2 separate regions of the Cyprinus carpio genome follow, and region 1 is linked to region 2. The links are chromatin contacts, called in public Hi-C maps. All regions are on one chromosome and are shown on one strand. Each heading gives the region's core, a stretch centred on a gene start, on an enhancer-like site or on the middle of the called end of the contact. The rest is flanking DNA. Distances are from core to core; before and after follow the strand shown.

Region 1 (4,961 bases), core at 1,519-4,018, 78 kb after region 2:
ATGTCGTTCCAAACCCGTGAGACCTCCGTTCATCTTCGGAACACAGTATAAGATATTTTAGATTTAGTCCGAGAGCTTTCTGTCCCTCCATTGAGAATGTATGTACGGTATACTGTCCACGTCCAGAAAGGTAATAAAAACCATCTTCAAAGTAGTCCATGTGACATCAGAGGGTCCGTTAGAATTTTTTGAAGCATCGAAAATACATTTTGGTCCAAAAATATCAAAAACTACGACTTTATTCAGCATTGACTTCTCTCCCGGGTCTGATATGAGCGCGCCGTTCACAGCACATCCGGTTCGCGAACGAATCACTCGATGTAACCGGATCTTCTTGAACCAGTTCACCAAATCGAACTGAATCGTTTGAAACGGTTCGCGTCAACAATAAGCATTAATCCACAAATGACTTAAGCTGTTAACTTTTTTAACATGGCTGACACTCCCTCTGAGTTCAAATAAACCAATATCCCGGAGTAATTCATTTACTCAAACAGTACACTGACTGAACCGAGCCAGATAACGAACGAAAAACATTGACTCGTTCTCGAGTCAAGAACCGGTTGCATCGGTTTTCGGATCACCGGTAGTGATGGGAAGTTCTGTTCTTCTCCGCGAACCGGTTCTTTCGGACAGTTCGATTCAATAAACTGGTTGCCGAAAACGGTTCACCAGTTATTTTGCACTCGACGTAATGACTTCATTGGCGATGATTGCCCTTGATTCAAGCCTTCGGTTTACCCGCGCTCATAACATTAGCACAGAATCGGTTCAGAATCAATCACCAAAAGAACCAGTTCGGTTCAGACGCGCTGTGTGTCAGTCTGCTTCACGCATGCGCAGTATCATCAGCTCCTCGGTTCTCGAATCGCACGCGTCCGACAGAAACGGTTCTTGACTCGAGAACGAGTCAATGTTTCGTTCGTTATCTGGCTCGGTTCAGTCAGTGTACTGTTTGAGTAAATGAATTACTCCGGGATATTGGTTTATTTGAAGCTCAGAGGGAGTGTCAGCCATGTTAAAAAAGTTAACAGCTTAAGTCATTTGTGGATTAATGCTTATTGTTGACGCGAACCGTTTCAAACGATTCAGTTCGATTTGGTGAACTGGTTCCAAGAAGATCCGGTTACATCGAGTGATTCGTTCGCGAACCGGATGTGCTGTGAATGGCGCGCTCATAACAGACCCGGGAGAGAAGTCAATGCGGAATAAAGTCGCAGTTTTTGATATTTTTGGACCAAAATGTATTTTCGATGCTTCAAAAAATTCTAACGGACCCTCTGATGTCACATGGACTACTTTGAAGATGTTTTTTATTACCTTTCTGGACGTGGACAGTATACCGTACATACATTCTCAATGGAGGGACAGAAAGCTCTCGGACTAAATCTAAAATATCTTATACTGTGTTCCGAAGATGAACGGAGGTCTCACGGGTTTGGAACGACATGAGGGTGAGTCATTCAGTAATTTTTCAATACAAAATATAAACAACCACAACTATAAGTATATATAAATACACACACATGTATTTTTTTACAAAATAAAAAATATTTTACTACTATGTATAAATAAAAAAAAAAAAAACACACAATCGTGTATATATTTAAGAAAAATATATTATGTTTATATATTTAATATATTTACATACAATTTATATGAATATAAATATATACACATAAATACATGTAAATATTTTCGAAACATGTGCTGCATGTGTGTGTCTTTATATATACATAATAAATATACACAGTACACACACATATATTATGTAAAAAAAAACTTCTATTTTGGATGCGATTAATCGCAATTAATTGTTTGACAGCACAGCACTAAATAACATAACATATAACATAACATAACACAACATAACATAACATAACAGTAAGTAAAAGATCATTAAATGTATTATTTTATGCCAATGTACACTATAAGTAATATTAACCTTTTTTCAACTGTGTATAAGGTGCAACGAGGCCTATATTCATCAATATAATAAAATACATAATATAATAAAATAAAATAAAATAAATATATCTTACATATAATTATGTACAAGTGTGTAATTAAAACCAGCTTCACAAAATATTTTAATATTACACAGTTCATAACCACAGAAATGACTTCAGTTAAACCCCAATAAATTGTGATAAATCCAAATACATAATATAATATAATATAATATAATATAATATAATATAATATAATATAATATAATATATATCTTCCATATAAATATGTACAAGTGTGTAATTACAAGCAGCTTCGCAAAATATTAAAATATTGGACGTAGTTCATTGGCATAGATATTACACAGTATCAAGAACACTGTAATATAAAGTGTGACCATGAATGCTGAATATATATAATGTTAAAACCAATATACTGAAAAATCCATATATACTATATCATAATCCATCTTGTATAAATGTATACAAGAGAGTAAACATACAAAACAGTTATATTTCCCAAATATGATATAATATAATATAATAAATATAATATAATGCAATATTGGATACAGTGCATAAAGTAAATACATAATATCATATACATAATTCCTTTACTTTGTTATATTTTGCTACAAATCTACAAAATTGTAAAATACAACTGAGCCAGTGCTGAATTAGCTAAAACAAGTCTTCACCAGAGGCTTCTGATATATATCCATTTTAAGCAAACCTAGAAAAAATGCTCATAAAACTCAAAACAGATCGCAGCCTCTGGCGTCACTGTGCGCGCGACCCGAGTTCTTTCATTCTCACCGGAAATGACGTAACACGGCCTCTTCTTCACTACTCGGCTGCTGTTAGCGGGCTGCTACTAGACGGACTGTCGAGAAATCGACAAATCCCGTCAAAACAAGCATATCTGGAGTGAGTTTGTCCCCCGTCATTATGCCCATGTACAAGGTAAAGCCCGTCAGTCCCGCTGACATCAAGATCGATGTGCCGTCGTGCATGTACAAGTCACCGAATGTCCACGCGCACGGAATGAACTGCGGAGAGCACGCGCTTCAGGTAATCAACATTACCGATATGACACGGCAGCACATCAGTTCAGAACATGAAATCGTAAAAATGTGTAAAATATGCAATGGGCACGTGCATGTCAGCTATGATTGACAGCTGCTGTACTTCGTGCTCTGGAATATGAGAGATCGGTCCTTCAGTGAGATTTCCTGGAATTACACTTTCACTTTAATACACTGCAGTTTACAACAAAGACTCCCTGAAATAATTAGGAAGGAGATGGATCATACTAGAAAGGATGATGATGATAATATGGTAAATTGATCTATTTATAGTTTATATTAGGGTCATCTTGCACATAGTTTAATGCAACTAAATGCTGTTTTGTACTGTACATGTCTATGTTTGGGAAGGTAGCCATGCAAATTGCATGTAAACGGTCTCTTCTCATCTGTATTCTCATCTGGTCTCAGAACGGGGAAGTGGATCCTTCTCTGAAGGCGCTGGAGGAGCGACAGGATGAAGTCCTGAGAAGACTGTATGAGCTGAAGGCAACGGTCGACGGGTTCGCAAAGACGGTGACCACTCCTGATGCAGACCTGGACGCCAGCACACCGTCACCCGGACCGGCTGAGTCTGTGTTCAAAGGAACGGCAGATCTAGACTCCCTGCTGGGCAAGGTGAGCCCTTACATGCGCCACCAGACATTTTAGATTAGGATGTTCCAACCCCTGTTCAGGTATTTAGGGACTTTTATAACTAAACCAGTGTAAACAAATCAGTCCGGTTACCCTAGTTGTTTCTGGTTGTGCTCCAGGACCTGGGTGCACTGAGAGACATCGTGATCAACGCCAACCCTGCCCGTCCTCCTCTGTCCCTGCTGGTCCTTCATGCTCTGCTGTGCCAGCGCTACCAGGTGCTCTCCAGTGTGCATGTGCACTCCTCAGTGAGCGCTGTGCCCCCTCCGCTGCTGTCCTGCCTGGGCCCGCGCCACATAGACAGCTACGCCCGCCAGCGCTTTCAGCTCGGCTTCACTCTCATATGGAAAGATGGTGAGAGGGTAAAGAGAGAGTGGTTCTCTTGTGTGACCGGAGTGTTACTGATCTGCTTAACACTCCTCTAGAGGATGTGTGAGGATGTCATGCTAAACGTGTAAGACTTTGAAAAGCTTTTGTGGAGGCGTCACTTCAGAATGTTTTTTGGTGTGCAGCGGGGTCTGCTTAACTTTTTAAAATTGCCATTTTTTTGGAACATCTCTAAGGCGACATCCCACATATTATAGTGTAGCAAAACCATCGTGAAATATCAATTCCGTTCAACCATTATAATCAAAACAGTGCACAGTAAATCTCTTATCCTGTGTTTATACTTTGTTGTTTTCATGACAGGATTCATTGAACTCCGTCGATAAGCTTGTGCTGCACAAAATAATTCCGGCTTTAATCTAAAAACATTTGATGACTTGCTATAATGCTCAGTTTTGCTCTGCAGAAACACATTGTTAATAAAAAACGTATGCACAAATGTCTGTACTCTGTACTGCTGGAAGACTGGTGTTGTTACATTTTTAAAATTGCGGTACAGAAGTACGGGTGCTTTCAGCAACACTAGATTGGATTGTGAATGGAGGGTGTTTATACCAGCCAGACCTGTTGGTTGTGGTGGATTACTCCTCTTGAAACTATTTTGGAACTAGTAGTTATATACTGTTATAAAGAAAGTAGATACAGTATTAACATTTGCATTAGCTCCAGATATTTCGATATACATGCTAATTATTGTATCATCCGTCTCCTTTCAGTGTCAGAGCTGCAGATGAAGTTCAGCACGCAGAGCATGTGCCCGATCGAGGGGGAGGCCAACGTCGCCCGCTTTCTCTTCCGTCTTCTGGGTGCCGAACCCCAGGACCCGGTCGCTGCCACACAGATGGACTGCTGGATCGACAAGGCAGTTTTCCAGCTGTCCGAGGGGGGCAGTAAAGATCGGGCG
Region 2 (5,124 bases), core at 423-2,922:
AAACTCCACTAACAAGTGATGTACCAATCTGAATAATTTCATCTTGTGAAATAATAATTTTTTCCCTGTGTGGACAACTCTAGGTGTCCCAGTACTTGTCCTTGGGGTACACCCATCTGCTGTAGGGTGGTGGGCAGACAGGTCTAATAACACTTCTGTTCTCACATGTATCTTTGAGGATTAACCATCATTAGATCCTCAGACCAATATGTGCTCCCTGCACGGCAGGCCGACTGTATTCACTGTCCTTGTTTATACGCACAAACACACATCGTCCAATCACCTTCACAAGCTCACACAGGCCCCTCCCTCCCATCAGAACAGGCATGTATGGTCTGGCGGAGTCGGGTGTCCGCGGGTGTTGATTACTTCAGTGTGGAGTTTGCAAGCGATGCAAACCTTGTCTCTGCATCTCTTCTCTCTCTGTAACTGGACCCTTAGACCATCTGGCTCTTCCTGTTGCCCACTGCCTCCTCCATCTCAGCCCAGCCATATATATACACATCCAGTTCTTTCTCCCGCACACAGCCATATGGGAGTGTCTAATTTGAGTTTGGCCACTCTCCACCATTCCATACTTCACATTTCTTTACTAACCGCGCAGGCCGTGTATCTGTGTGTACAGCTTAGCTGCGACACTCATATTTGATCCTGTTCCTCAATTTGGCTTAATCAGAAACAATATCCTCTCTATGATAACTACTGTATGTCAGCACATAAAAAGAAGATCATCTCATAACATGTTGATTTTCTGATGCCAGCTTCATTATGATGCAGTCGATATGGGGGATTTATTATTGTATGGCTGTCTATAATGCTTGATTGTGATAAAACAGGTCAATCAAGAATCCTGTGATCATATATTTTTGTGTAATGACTGATGATGACCAAAAGCAAAACACCCAGTCAAATCCTCTCAGAACAGTAACATAAATGTTTTTACTGTCACTTTTTATGAATTCAATGCATTTGATGCTGAATATAAGTAATAATTTTTTTTTTAAATCTCACTGACCCCAAACTTTTGAATGGTAGTTTACATTCCAATATATATTGCTTGCAAGTAAAAATAAAAATAATAATCCCACATGCGCATTTTAAAATCTGTTCACGCTTGAAACTGTTTACACTTGAAACTTTTCACACTTGAAAAAGTGTGGATTGCAAATAATTTGCATTATTTTAAAAATGTCAGTGCTGTACTTTTTCCATAAACAACAAAAGTGCATGATGAACACTGGCTGTCGAGTTCACTGGCAATTGTTGTTAAAAGATATACATACAGATTTTTGCGTATCTTTTGAAGGATTAAAAGGATAAACAATGTCGTTTTTTTTTTTTCTCTCTCTTTTCACAGGCTTATTTGATCATATTTACCAAGGGGGGCAATAATTCTGACCCCAACTTTAAATATCCCCAAGTTTGCTAAACCAAAGTCTTAACTAGATTAACACACTTTATGTAGAAATGAAGAACAAAAAGTGTTTTTTATCTATGACTACCTCTCATCTCACCAAGGGCACCAATTAAGCTTCTGCTGCTGGTTCTTCAAACCCTGATTTCCCACGTTACTGCTGCCAGTTTCATGTCTCTCACAGCATTCTGGCTGACTCTACATTATCTCTTACAATCTCAGGATCATACCACAGTGTGCTAATTTAATGAATTAAATTGATGAAGTTAGTAACATAAAGGCTGCGAAACACAAGAAGGTTATTTTTTAGTGATATTTTGTTTTTTAATATTCAGAAGATGTGTGAGAAAATACTTGAACTAGGGTAAGTTTGTCCCGTTTAGTTACATTATCTATTTTGGCCCGTATGTTTTGATGTCTCAGCTTGAAGGTGGGTAAAAACTGAGAGACTGGCTGGTGCGATATAAAATGTATTTTTATTTTATGTGTGTTCGTTTGTGACACAGGTATGGGGGGTTGGCAGTGATGACCGGACTGTGTATTTTCGTCATGGCGTGACAGCCACAGAGGTCACTGGCAGGTCATGGGTGGCTGTGTCAGCTCAGCTCGATGGCGGTGAAAGCACAAATCATTCCAGGTAGCTGAAAAACACTGTACAGAGCAGTGATTCCTGACAAGGCATACTTAAATAGGTTTCAGAGAGGGTTTGGAAAGATTTTGATTTGTTACACCAATAAAACAGTATTTAAAGGAGATTTTAGAAGAAGATTTTAAAGTAGACATATTAGAGATGTCAAAGTTAAACAGTTAATTTACATTAAACAGCTTGTCAGTCTCAGTTTTACACTCTTGTTTTTTAACCCAATAAAAGCCTACTGCATCATATTTGATACATTGAGTTTCTAAGGCCTCTAAATTATCAATATGATCAAAACTATAAAACTACACATACACACACACACATATATACATATATATATAGATTCTTACACTGCTTCAGTTATTTTTCTCACTGTGAATCATGCAATAATATATGCAATAATAATGCTAAGTGATATCCAGAATAATATGGGTTAAAAGGACATTTCCGTTTTGTTGTCGATGAGGGGGCCCTTGAGTCTTATTGATGGGGCTGTTGGGCAACGCTAGTGCCTAAGATGTCATCTATTTCACGTTGCAGTTTCATGTCCATCCAGCAGATGGTGACTTGCCTGTCAGTCTTGTGAAAGGCTCTGTGTGTGTGTTTCCCAGTGTCTGTGTTCACAGTGATGCCAGTGTCTTCGCTGGTGAGGTCACTGCTCCTTCCCAGGGTTCCATTCTGGGGTGTGATGACACAGACATTCCAAAGCCGCATATCCCCAAGATCACGAGTGACAGCTTTATCTCTGCGCTGGTGTCTGATCGCTCCACTCCAACACACGACCTGCCCTCTGCGGCTCACCCCAGTGTACCTGAGGAAAACCAGGTGACGAGCCAAGAGTCCGATTCCTCTATCCTGATCCCGAGCAGCCCGTCCGATGGTAGCGAGACACCATGGAGCAATGTTGACCTGAAGGAGATGAAAGTCTCGGTTCCCAGCAGCGCCCGGAGCTCAGTGGCCACATACCCCATTGAGCTGCTGCAGAACACAGTAGCGCAGGAGGAGCTGCCGCCATGGGCCTGGGTCACCGGTGGAGGATTTGACATCGATTCCAGCTCACATCTCGACTGGTTTAACATCTCAGGTGCACACAGTTCATCATTTACTCACCCTCATGTCATTCCAATCCTGAATCATTTTCTTTCTATCACTGAAGGAACTTACTTGAAGCACTTATGTGTAATGCATTAGAAAAAGTATTCATAATGTACATTCTAATACAATATATAATTTCACAAATAATTGTAACCAAAGTTAAAATGCATTATGATATTTGGACTGTAACAATTAATAGACAAGTGGTTACAATTATTCATAAGAGCATAGTATGCATTATAAGGTGCATTAAAGGAGCTGTATGTAAGAAATCTATTTCAATTTATCATAAAATGGCTCTGATGTGTCACTAGACATGAAGAAATCATGTTCTTTTCAAATACTTATATCACTGACAACAGTAGTCCGGCCAGGATATTGTCATTTAAAAAGTGGACTTGCAGCCCTCAACTGATGTTGATGTTGTCATTTTGTGTTTTGGCCTGACGCGCCTCCCTCCACCTATCTACCAATCACGAAGTCAGTAGTGTTTCGGGATCCGTGTTGCCAGCTTTGCTGTAACCTGCCCTAACTCCAGTCGGATAAAAATGTCTAATGTTACTAAATCAAAAATACCTCGTTATAATTCAGAAATTCGTCGTGACAAAGTCCGAAATAAAACCAGATTTTGTATTGGAGATGCTTTTGAAAGATGGAGACGGCTGAAAACAGAGAAGAATTTGAACACAGACGCCAACGTTGCTAATTTTCTCCTGGACAGGTAAGATTCATCTATGCTTGGCTAACTTGTACTTGATGTCAATCAAAATTTCATATATTCATGACAGTCGAACAAAGTCATTTATGTTTGTGCAAAGTAACATAACGTTAGCTCACATGGACGTATGCTAACATTAGCAATGCATCACAGGAGCCCGTTTCTCTGTCATTATGCTGAGACGCTGAGGAAAACAACATTAGCACGCTCATTATGGCAATTTGAAACGTAATTGAGACAGTAGCCTAGACTAACAGTTACCGTTCTGTCTGTCACGTACGAGCATAAATCTTTACGATTATACTGTCACGTACGAGCATAAATCTTTACGATTATACTGTCACATACAAGCATACATCTTTACGATTATACTGTCACGTACGAGCATAAATCTTTACGATTATACTGTCACGTACGAGCATACATCTTTACGATTATACTGTCACGTACGAGCATAAATCTTTACGATTATACTGTCACATACGAGCATAAATCTTTACGATAATACTGTCACGTACGAGCATAAATCTTTACGATTATACTGTCACATACGAGCATAAATCTTTACGATTATACTGTCACATACGAGCATAAATCTTTACGATAATATTTAACTAATGACAATTAGTACATTTTTTAAATACATAATTACTTATCAAAATATCTCTCATGAAGCATAAACATAATAACTTACTGTGTACGTCTGTTCGTCATCTGGCAACCTCGAGTCAGGGGGTAGGGGGAGGGGATACAACGCTCTACAGTATTTTTATAGTGATTGCAGTACCAGTTTAGGCCAAAAAACTAAATAAATCTAATTTAAAAGACATAATTAATGCATTAAAATACTTCTATGGTGCATTATATATAAAGGCTTCAAGTCGAAATGTTTATCATAAAAGTAGTTAATACAACTAATGGACTAAATTTAATTTCACAGTGGAATAAATTCAAGAATGGAGCATCAAAACGTCATACTAGGTTTAATGTTGATGATGCTATACAGCTTTAGTTTCAATATGTCTAATAAATGATTATATTCCACATTTTAAAATGAACATGACATAGATTTATAAGCTACAGCAGATGGGAAGATTTTCAATTTTTGATTTTAATGACTTAATTATATTCATAATATTTTGGGGTTGAATGACATGTAAACAATGGTTAATAATGGCCTTAACTAGCAAAAATCACTCTACTTCATAACATTTGTTTACTGTCAGTATTATTGCAATTATTTAAAAACTTTTTTTT

The links. A called contact is a pair of places that touch in the nucleus more often than the background predicts.
Region 1: a contact with region 2 is called in a Hi-C map of skeletal muscle, with 7 times the contacts expected there. The contact joins the promoter of LOC109097011 here to the enhancer-like site in region 2. A contact is called at or near these places in 2 of 8 Hi-C or Micro-C datasets (both in skeletal muscle).

The regions. Positions count from the first base shown.
Region 1 is chrA3:32,093,369-32,098,329 of ASM1834038v1, forward strand. It overlaps LOC109097011 (aminoacyl tRNA synthase complex-interacting multifunctional protein 2-like), which reads left to right and starts at 2,769. Exons shown (of 4, transcript XM_019110710.2): 1 at 2,769-3,020; 2 at 3,446-3,652; 3 at 3,790-4,024; 4 at 4,774-4,961. The coding sequence starts at 2,898.
Region 2 is chrA3:32,016,104-32,021,227 of ASM1834038v1, forward strand. LOC109097016 (tectonin beta-propeller repeat-containing protein 1-like) reads left to right here. Exons shown (of 25, transcript XM_042730408.1): 9 at 1,921-2,051; 10 at 2,666-3,138. Among protein-coding and RNA genes, the nearest start is that of LOC109097016, 11 kb to the left of the region's middle. Within about 2 kb of position 1,673, at least 1 of the 8 cell types and tissues checked has an H3K27ac peak or open chromatin away from gene starts, as enhancers often do. A contact at or near this core is called in skeletal muscle, where this site is marked.